2 separate regions of the Mus musculus genome follow, and region 2 is linked to region 1. The links are chromatin contacts, called in public Micro-C maps. All regions are on one chromosome and are shown on one strand. The core of a region is the stretch at or near the end of the contact, and the rest is flanking DNA. Distances in the headings are between cores, read along the strand shown.

Region 1 (5,346 bases), core at 1,592-4,091:
ACTTTCTCAGCATCATTTCCTGAAGAGAAGAAGCATTATTTTCAATTGGTAAACTGTTTAGATTCAAAAGTCTAATAAATGTTACAATTAAAATGACTTCTTCAGTACACTGAGTTTAACACCACGTGCTTTTCAGAAAATGTCAATCTGTAGGAGGCACACACAGGTGTTTAGTGACAATAACTAATAAGCACTTATATTGCTGATTTACAGATAATTAAAAGGAAGTGATTTCAGAATATTTTATAGTTTTCACAAGTTACCAAATAGGTTGATAAGTTTTTGGTACCACACTGCTAGATTAAAACTACTAATCCTGTATATTGTAGCCACTAAATAACTTCAGTACTTAAATAACCCTTCTAGTTCTTCCTCATAATTAAAGAATACCCAACTTGGACCTTCCAATACTTTTCTGTAGGAAATTGAGACGCCACAGTTAAACTGATGTTTTAGAAAGTCTCCCAGGGTCTGAAATATATATGTTTCCACATCAATTTGTCTAACAGTACACCATGCCTCTTTACCAGAAAGTATCTTCTCTAAATACGTTCTAAGGCAGGAGGTCTAGGGCCATGCTCACCCTGCTTTACAGCTCTTGGTTCTAGGAAGAGCAATGGGATGACTACAGTTACTCTCCTCAGACAAGGACGCTGACTTCTGCCAGAAAGAGAAGTGTGTGAATCTATGTTACAAATGCTCTGAGCTGTTTCTTCATGGGATACTTCATCATGCCAATGGGTTAGAATGTCTTTCATCATTAAAACAAACAAACAAACAAATAAACAAACAAAAAGCATACAGGTGAAAGTACAGAGTACATGCCAGTATCAGCCCACTTGGTAGGAAGTTTCCACACATTACACTACATAGTTACTAAATTGCTTTAAAGCCAAGGAGTCTCTAGGGTAACAGCCTCTATATTTTTCTAAACATATATGTTTAATGTGTTAAACATTGTGTTCCAAAGCTTCTAAACACAGAGAAGTCAAAAGAACAGATTTCTGAGCATATTGTCCCACCACATTCCTACATCTGTGCAGTAATGCCTGAGTGATGGCTCCACCCTGCCCAACAAGTTAAGTCTTGCACTTCAGTGTATAAGCAAAGTGACAACTATGTAAAGAGACTTGGTGGATCAAGTGAGAAGCAGTAAATCAGCCAATGAAAATGCACAATTAAAGTTTGCCCAATGTGCTTGCTACCCCTTTTCTAAAGGTTCCCAGTTACATGTGAAAGTCAAACTAGGGATGCTGCCAGGTAATCAGAGGAGCACTATATAAGTCAGAGTCTGAGCACTTATGCACACACACTCACACACAACATAAATGATAAATGTTCACTCATTTTACATATATATGTCTGTATATATATATGTATACATATACGTCAAATATTTATTAACACTACTTTAAGCTCAGTATTTCTTTAGCTGTTATCATCCAAATATGGACATCTTTGAGCAGTAACAAGTCCTATTTAACTAGAATTGTAATCCTATCCAAACCCAGCACAAAGGAAACCATCAAAAGTACAACACACCAAGAATTCTACATAATATAAATGACTTTTTAGTAAGTGTGAGAGGAATCCTCTGCTAGTGAAATATTAAGTCTACAATCGGGGGAGAACTTGTAGCATACATAGAAAAACTAGTCTATGAGAAGATGGGAAACGTGACAGACTACAAACACGTTCCTGCGTGCCCTTCCTTGGTTTCTTTTTCCTCACCTAACATGAGTTAGGTAAGGAGCAGTTTAGAAAAGAAAACCACAAGAGTGACTTGGCTTACTAGTCATTAGGAAAGATTTCATGCAAAAGTAGAACAGTGGACATGGTGGGCAGGCATGTAGGAACAGTAGTAGTCTCTCTCAACCCCCACCCTGATACAGTACCTCCAGATTTGCCCAAGCTGCAAGATGTGGATGAGTGACTGCAGGAGCCAGATGCAAAAGGAGCAGGACGCAGACCTGTGTTTGCCGCTGGTCCGGGTGGCCCCGTTGCTGTTGCTGCCGCTGTTGGTGGCGGCGATGTTGCTCTTGCTGGCGTTGGATGCTTGCCTCTGCGGCGTGGAAGGACGAACCTCGCCTTCCCCGGCTGCAGACCCACTGCTGACCACCGTCTTGCAATCTGCTCCAGGCTGCTGGCAGCTGGAGGTGGTGGTCGTGGAGCTGTCCTCGGTGCTGAAATCATGCACAAACCAGCGGAAGCTGAACACTTGCACAGAAAGGGAGCCCAGCACCACGAAGAAGAGGGTGAGCCCAAACCACCAGCGCTGGCCACGCAGGTAGTAGTCCACCGCGAGCCAGATGTCCGTTCCCACATCCGCGAAGTACACGGCCACGGCGGCCAGGATCCAGAGGCAGTCCCACAGCGAGTAACGCCGCTGCTCCCTGCCCAGGCGCAGGCACAGCGCCGCAGAGCCCGCCCCGCTGCCCCGGCCGCCGCCGCCCGAGCCGCCCGAGCCCGCCGAGCCGCCGCTCCCCGCGCAGCAGCAGCAGCAGCGCGAGCAGCCACCGCCGTCCGGGCAGCAGCCGCCTCCGGCCGCCTCCGTGTCCTCGGCTCCGGACCCCGACGGCAAGCCTGGAGCCAGTCCTTGCACAGAGCCCGAATTGTCCGAGTTCTGCAGCGGGGTGAACGCCACGTCGCTGCTCTTCTTCATCTTCAGCCTCCCGTCTGACTTAGCGGCCATGATGCCTCGGCAGCGGAGGAGAGCACTCCTTTATCTGACACCTGTCCCTGCTGTCTCCTCCTCCCGCCACCTCCTCGCCTCGCCCTGGCTTCCTTCCCCGGCCGCGCCGCTCCCCAGCTCCTACTCCAGCGCCCGCTCGCCCGCCGCCGCCCGCGGGGCTGGGCGCTGGGCCCGGCTAGCCGCACGCTCGGGACCCGCAGGAGCGCCGCCTGGCTGCCTGCGCCGAGCCCAGCTGCTCGCGCCGGCCCGCGCGCGCCCCTGACAGCCGCCCGCGCTCCGCGCCGGCCCGGCCCCGCGGCTGCAGCACGAGCCGCCGCCGCCGCCAGCAGCAGGAGCAGCAGCGGCCGCCGCGGAGCTCCTCGGACCTGCACATTCCTCTCCTCCCCTCGCGCGCGCTCCCTCCTCCCGCAGCCTCTCCTCCACCAGCTGACTCCGAGGGAGAGGATGACCTCATCCCTTCCCTTCCAGCTGCCGCCGCTCCCACCCCGGCTGGGGAGGGGCGAGAAGGAGGGCCCGGAGGAGGGGCTGGGATTGAGGGGAGCGGCGGGTGGGGGTGCCTGGCTGGCCAGTGCTGGACGCGGAGGGCAACAGCACGGCAATCGGAGGCCCAGTCCAGGCTCGTGGGATAGCGAAGAGCGTTGAGTGGATTTCCTCGAAGCTGGGGGGATGGGATGGGCAGAGCGCGCCGCGTGTTAGAGCCTTGGTGTTGGGTCACTGCCGAGGGTAGGGGGCCACGGACACAAGCGGGCGTGGCAGCAGCGAAGGCTGCGGAAGAAATGGTCTCTTTGTATTGTACCGGGCGCGCTCGGCACCTGGCTGGGTGTGGTATGGTGCTAGGTGTGTTGCTGGCGAGGGTGAACACGCTTTAACTAGGAAGCTAGGGCTCCTATACTGGCGGCGGTGGTGGGCGTGCCATGCTTTGGAGATCCTGGGTGGCACAGTACTTGCAGAGCTAGAACACCTAAAGCAAAGCTGGCAGCAGAGGGCGAGCCCTCGGGATAAGGCGAGAGCAGCCCCAGGGATGCTGTCCTGCCAAACCCCAGCCTAGAGAAATGCAAAGGCCCTATCTCAGGAGGTGGGTGCATGAAGCCCTGTCCCCCTGCGAGTTTAACGAGCCTGAGGCAGCAGCACTAGGCAGACACCATGGTGGGGCTACTCCTAACCGCAGGTGGGAAACGCTGCACCTCTGGCGGCGGCAACCTAGAGCGCGGCGGTGGGAGGAGGGACATGGCTAGTAACCAGGGAAAAGAGAACTAGCTCGGCCCTTGGCCCCGCGCAGGGAGTGGCAGATCCCAAAGCTAATGCCACTTCTCTTATTCCAAAACTGCAATTACCTTCCCTTAAACCTATAAACGTACAGACTTACTGTAGGGTCTCATAACTTCAGAAATGACTCGAATTTAATCTATTCTCGAAGAGAATGTAATAAAATATGTTGCAGTTTAAAAAACAAACAAACAAACAAAAACAACCAACCAAAAAAAAAAAAAAAAAAAAAAAAAACACCACCACCACCAAAAAAAACCCTTTAAATCCCAACAAAATATGGGATATCTTTTTCCTTTTTAAGTTAAGAAAACCCGTGCTTTAGTTTGCCTTACCTAGTTAGCTTTTCAAATGTAAGGGACAAAGAGGGTGATCCTTAAACTGCAATGTGACTCACACACTTTGAGTTCAGAGTAAGCTGGTGATACTGCAGGGAACAGTTCCAGCCAGCTTCCTTCCTTCCTTCCTTCCTTCCTTCCTTCCTTCCTTCCTTCCTTCCTTCCTTCCTTCCTCTCTCTCTCTCTCTCTCTCTCTCTCTCTCTCTCTCTCTCTCTCTCTCTTTCTTTCTTTTGATTTTTGGTTTTTAGAGACAGGGTTTCTCTCTTGTAGTTCTGGCTGTCCTGAAACTCACTCTGTAGACCAGGCTGGCCTCGAACTCAGAAATCTGCCTGCCTGTGCCTCCCAAGTGCTGGGATCAAAGGCGTGCGCCACCACTGCTCGGCCAGTCAGCCTCTTAAGGGATCTGTAGATACAGGTTAATATTCCCTGTTTCCTGGCCTCTCCCGAGGGTAGTGCCGGGTGAGTTTTCATTCCTGTATAGTGACATTCTCTGAATATCAAAACCCTCACTGACAGACCACCTTATGCTACAGCACTCCACTGTTTTAGCACCTACCTGACCAAGGTGAGATTAGTCTCACCCAGTGGATACACCAACAATTGTCCTCAAAGACTAGTGCCCAGGGGTTCTGCTACTTGGTCTTTACCTGACACCCTGGTATGTGGCCATGGGCCCATAAGTGGTTATATGTATGTGCTAAACCAATTTTTATAGTAAAAGATGGGTAGTAAGGATGAGAGGCAACCCAAGCCACTTAACTTCAGGCATTTTAAAATTCATCTTCAACACTGGGCCATTTTGACTAGGAAGTTCCCTTTGGAAAATACCCTGGTTCTTTTTCTCCAGAATTCATATCCATCTCTAGTGTACTGTGTCTGATGGTGCTTTGTGCCAAATCCACTAGGGAGATTTCTTAGGTAACTAGGTCCTCAGAGATTGAGTGTATTCTAGGTCAAGTGCAATGTCTTAAATTGTACCAGACTCAGAAAGCCCTGTAGAGTAGTTGAGAAGTTTGGTATCAGCAGACTGACACTTTCTGTAAAACTGA
Region 2 (5,346 bases), core at 1,586-4,085, 1.1 Mb after region 1:
GCTGGTTTTATGCTTCATATCTGTTAGCTGTATTTATACACATTAGAGAAATGATAAATTTTAATTAAATATAATTGGCTTTATACTTCCTTCAATGAGGAATGTTTGATCCTAACTTGTTGTTGCTGTTTGTGTGTATGCTAAACTGGAAGTTCTAGGCAATAGAATTAAAGATCATGAATGCCCAGCCTTCATTAACTGAAATACAAAAACATATTAAGAAACCATGATAAATTAATAATTTACAAAAATTAATGAGTTTTGGAAACTATATCCATGCTAAAGAGATGTGTAAAACCCCCTTTCGGGGACCCCCACTATAGTCTCAGGAGTGTGAGAGCACCCAAAGAAACACGAGGACCCACTCGCTGTAATTACATGAGGACGTTTAATTACGGAGCTCCGGACCGACATGCATCCCACACAGGAGATAACGGATGTCGGCCTCGAGGCTCGAAAGCCAGGGGCTTTTATGGGGTAAGGGGCTTAGGGGTGTGGAATTCAGCATAGCGACACACTATTGGCTTATTCAAACATTAACAGAAAGAACACAGTGCATCAGGACTTTGTTCCTGTAGGCTGGGGGCTTATCTTTGTTCACATAGCAATCAGTTGATGTATGACTTTTACCCGGCGCCAAGGGGCAATAGACAGAGGGGAGGTTCCGGCCAGATGGTGTTGACTTAGATAATGTAGCCCTGCTATGTCTTCACAGTCCCCTTTATCTTATGGTCAAGATGTTCCCAGGAATGTTTTAACTATGAGGCATACCCAGGTTTGTTTTTCTCTTTTCTCAGCCCCAGGCAGCCTCTAGGCTCACAAACAACCAGCAATTTCTGAGTACTTTATATGACTTACAGGTCTTGAAATTTCATCTTTCTTTCAGATGTTAAAAAGCTGGGCATGGTAGCACATGCCTTTAATTCCAGTACTGGAGAGTCAGAGGCAGGTGGATATCTCTGTTTGATGACAGTCTGATCTACAGAGCAAGTTCCAGGGCAGCCAGGGCTACCCAGAGAAACTCTGTCTCATAAGCCCATAAATCAGTGACATTTTAGAACTACAGATTAAAAAAAAATATTCTCAGCCTCCTCCTTAGTAAATGTAAAAGAGAAAGGTACAGCAAGTTTGCAGGAGGACACGGACTACAGTCAAAAGAGCTGGATTAAGAGGGGGAGCCCTTAAGGTGGCAAGCAATCCTTTAGATTAGAAGATACATCACCGTGGTCATAGGCTGCCACAATGAGGTCTTGAAGAGAGGGGAGAGCACTTCCAAATACACAGAATAAAAGGGTTCTGATACTTACAGCGTTTCAGAGGAGTCATGGGCCAAGTTCGTAAATATGTAATTTAGCTTAGCCTGTCCTCTGTGCCAAGAGGAGTTAGGCATAACACAACAAAACAACACAATATGCGTTGTTACAAATTCCCCATCCAAGAAGAGGGTAGGAAAAGGGGAGAGAGGAGGAAGAACTGCTTGGAGACAGAACCTGATTTCTAGGAAAGGAAAGGGGCTGGTCTATGGCCTAATAGGACTTTCATCTGTTCTCCCACCTGGTTTTTTCCTTCTTTCTCTCCAAGCATATTGAAATTCTGTATCAGAAAAAAGGTTTGTTGCAGCCTGTTTTGAGATAAAACCTTATGCTGGGTAGTTTTATATCAACCTGACACAAGCCAGAGTCATGAGAGAGGAGGGAACCTCAATTGAGAAAATGCCTCTAAGATGCAGCTGTAGTCACTTATGTAGAGCATTTTCTTAAGTAGTGATTGGGGGGGAAGGGTTCATGCCAATGCAGGTATGGCTGGTGGTCCTAGGTTTTATAAGAAAGCAGGCTGAGCAAGCCAGGAGTAGCACATCTCCATGGCTGCTGCACCAGCTCCTATCTCCATGTTTATGGCCTGCTTAAGTCCCTGTCCTGATGCCCTTTGAGTGATGACATACTGTGATGTGGAAAGATAAGCTAAATAAACTTTTCCCGCCCCATGTTACTTTGTCATGGTGTTAAATAACAGCAATAGTAGCCCGGACAAAGGCAGAAATTGGTTCCAGGATTGTAGGGTATTTCTGCAACAGATCTGACCATGTTACTTTTAGGACTGTGGAACTTTGTGCTAGGAAAGCCATTGAGTGGTCAAAGTTCAGTGAGCTTTTCTGGGGAGCTGGAAGGGTAAGAATGTTAGGATAAATGCAAATAATGGAGGCCTGGCTTTTGAAGTTCCCAGAGGGAAAGCTTGAGAGTGTAAACACATTAAAAAAAAAAAAATGGCAGTTTTTCTTTGTCTCCAGCTAGCTCCCAAATAAATGAGACAGAGATATAGATTTATTTGATAAGCTTTACAACACAATAACAGCAATTATTAATTTACTCTAATCTTCTAAGCTATTCTGGCTACCTCCCAGCCACAATTCCCATGGTACTTGCATTTTTAGTATTTGTCTTTCTCTCTGGGCTTCGGGTGTTTTTCCATGATGTCTTTCCTGAACACCTTCCTCCAGATGAATCCCTCTTCTTCCCCCCTCCCTCTCCTCTTCCTTCCCCCCTTTTCTCCTGGTTGGTGAAAGTCCAGACCTATCTATTTTCCATTGATTGATCAGCTTTTATTGACAAGTCAGGGAATAAATGGGAAGCAATGTTTACACAAATTTGAAACAGGAGATACTTAGAATAAGTGTTAAAATGCCATGTCCATATTACAACAAGATACATCGGCAGAGAAAGCAACATTTGAATAATGCAAGGATAAATTTTAACAGTGAACAAAAGCATTATTCCTAGACAGGCAGAACTATAACAGAGAAACTCTGTCTGAAAAACCATAAAAGAAAAAGAAAGATGTAGCCTCCCTCAGCCCTGAAGCAGGCTGATCCAGACTTTGACCTTGCTGCCACTAAGGAGATTACCTAGGGTGGAGCCTTCCGACCTAGATGGCTCTATTGTTCTGCCACCTGCCACTGCTCTCTCCAAGACACTGCTACCCGCTGAGAAGCCCCTGAGGAGCATCCTATTCTGCAGTCGCCTACAGGCTGGCTCCAGACACCAAGAACGGACTGGCGGGGGATGGGCCTTCCCCTTTTATAAGCACACTCTCTTAGTAAACTGGCGGGCCTTGAACAGAATCATGTCTTGGTCTACATTAATCTCTCACCATCTAAGTCTCTCTCTCTCTCTTTTTTTTTTTTTTTTTTTGGTTTTTCGAGACAGGGTTTCTCTGTGTAGCCCTGGCTGTCCTGGAACTCACTTTGTAGACCAGGCTGGCCTCGAACTCAGAAATCCGCCTGCCTCTGCCTCCCAAGTGCTGGGATTAAAGGCGTGCACCACCACGCCCGGCTCATCTAAGACTCTTTCAGCCCCAGCCTACCTCCCAGGTGTACCCCGTTCAAGTAGGCTGCAGGCAGGCATACAACAGAAAGAGAAATAACAGAAGGTGTACATATTGGGAGTGGCAGAGGCAGTATTATACTGATTTATAGGCTGTGGTCAGTGTAGTCCAACAATGGCAGCCTCTTGATGGAAAGGTCAAGGATCTAGTAGCTGTTTAAGCCACTGGATGTCTCAGCAGTCTGAGTCTGGCACTGTAATCCTAGAGAATTGTTATACTTCAGTCTATGTTGGAACCCCAAAGAAGCACATCCCAACGCCAGTGAAGAAATGCTCATTGGCAGAGCAGATGAACTTGTCAGTGAGAGTGAAGACAAACAGGCAAAAAGCAAAAGCCTCCTTCTTCCATCTTTTTGTTTGTTTATCTTGTCTTACAATATGGGGTCTCACTGTAGAGCTCCAAATAGTTGGAACTTACTATGTAGACCAAACTGGCCTCAAACTCATAGAGGTTCACCTGCCTTTGCCTCTCAAATCCTGAGATTAAAGTCATGTGCCACTATATTCTACTTTTTTTTTTTACCACCAGAAGATGTGGCCCTGATTTAGGGCGAGTCATCCCACTTGATCAAATTATCCAGCCAAGAAAATCCCTTATAGCTATGTCTAGTTTTAGATTCCAGATGTAGTCAAGTTGACAACTAAGATTAGACATCACAAAGACCAGTCATTACTAGGTCTTGATAACAGTCTACTTTTGCTCTCACACAGATTTGAGGAATCTTTCCGGGACCTTCATACACAATGCCCTATGGAACTAAGTGAAACCTCTCCGTTGATAGCAATATCAAGAACATCCAAACTCTTCCTTGCTAACTGGAATGTCCACATGGATTCTGCTTTCTTTATAATACTTCCTAAAGCATTCTCAAACACAAAACAACAGTATCTGGTTCTAAGTACAGGGATAAGCTCTTTAAACCTAAAATAAAACCAAACCAAACCAAACCAAACCAAACAAACTCTCTTTCTTCTACTTCAACAACCTCAGCCCATTTATCTGGCAATATAATCACTAATACTTAACACATAGCTAGTATCTTTGATCCCTGAATATGTTCTCTAAGATCACAAAACATCTCAGCAGTGCCAGTCCTTTGAAAATGAGTGTTGGAGGTTCAGAGGCACTCTGCAGCACTGAAGGGAGACCACTATATAGCTTTTGAAACACCCTTGCCTGACAGGAAGCAGCTGCCATGGAAATGTTTAGACAACATCTTACAGTTGCTTCTTACGTGGCCACTCTGACCTGTAGTCTCTGGATTCTCTATTTCTTGTAAAATATCTGAATACCTCTACATGATTATTTTACCATCTTTGTGACTTTCAGAGTTACAAAGTTTAAAAGTCATCTTACAGAAAATTTAAATGTAATTGTTATTACATAAAATGTATAGTTATTTTAGTGGGAATTACATGGTAGATTAATTCTGAGAAAATTGATAATTTATATAATATTGGATCTTCCTATTCAGTTGTCTTTTCTTCACCTAGGTAACAATACCTTTCTTGATATAGGTCTAATACTTTAACATTTTGCTTATGAAAAGTAAAATTACCTCTGTTTGCAAATGTTACTGTTAGAAGACCATAGAGTCTCCATCTAAATAACTGTTTGAACAAAGTAACAAATTCAGTAAATCTGCAAAATATAAAGTTAACATACAAAAACTAGTCGCATTGATATACACTCACAACTATCAGAAAGGGAAATTAAAACAACATTTGTGATAGCATGAAAAACAAAAACAAAAACAGGGTGGATCAGTGGGTACAGGCTCCTGCTGCCAAGCCTACAACCCGAGTTCAGGCCTTGGAACTCACAGTGAAAGGAGAGAATCAAGTCCCATGAGCTGTCTTCTGACATCCGCATTTGTGCCATGGCACAAGCATGCACACATACAATCAATACATGTCAAAAACCGTAAAAACAAAATACAAGTCAAAAGTACAAGTCAATCTAGCC

What was found. A called contact is a pair of places that touch in the nucleus more often than the background predicts.
Region 2: a Micro-C map of embryonic stem cells shows a contact between it and region 1, with 11 times the contacts expected there. The contact joins the enhancer-like site here to the promoter of Xkr4 in region 1. A contact is called at or near these places in 2 of 39 promoter capture datasets (cranial neural crest and hippocampal neurons), 1 of 484 Hi-C or Micro-C datasets (embryonic stem cells) and 1 of 115 datasets of contacts at active chromatin or transcription factors (astrocytes).

The regions. Positions count from the first base shown.
Region 1 is chr1:3,668,657-3,674,002 of GRCm38.p6, forward strand. Xkr4 (X-linked Kx blood group related 4) reads right to left here and starts at 2,842. Exons shown (of 3, transcript NM_001011874.1): 1 at 1,896-2,842. The coding sequence starts at 2,692. It also overlaps the pseudogene LOC108167595.
Region 2 is chr1:4,799,761-4,805,106 of GRCm38.p6, forward strand. No RefSeq gene overlaps it. Among named protein-coding and RNA genes, the nearest start is that of Lypla1, 5.4 kb to the right of the region's middle. Within about 2 kb of position 2,836, at least 23 of the 459 cell types and tissues checked have an H3K27ac peak or open chromatin away from gene starts, as enhancers often do. A contact at or near this core is called in embryonic stem cells, where this site is marked.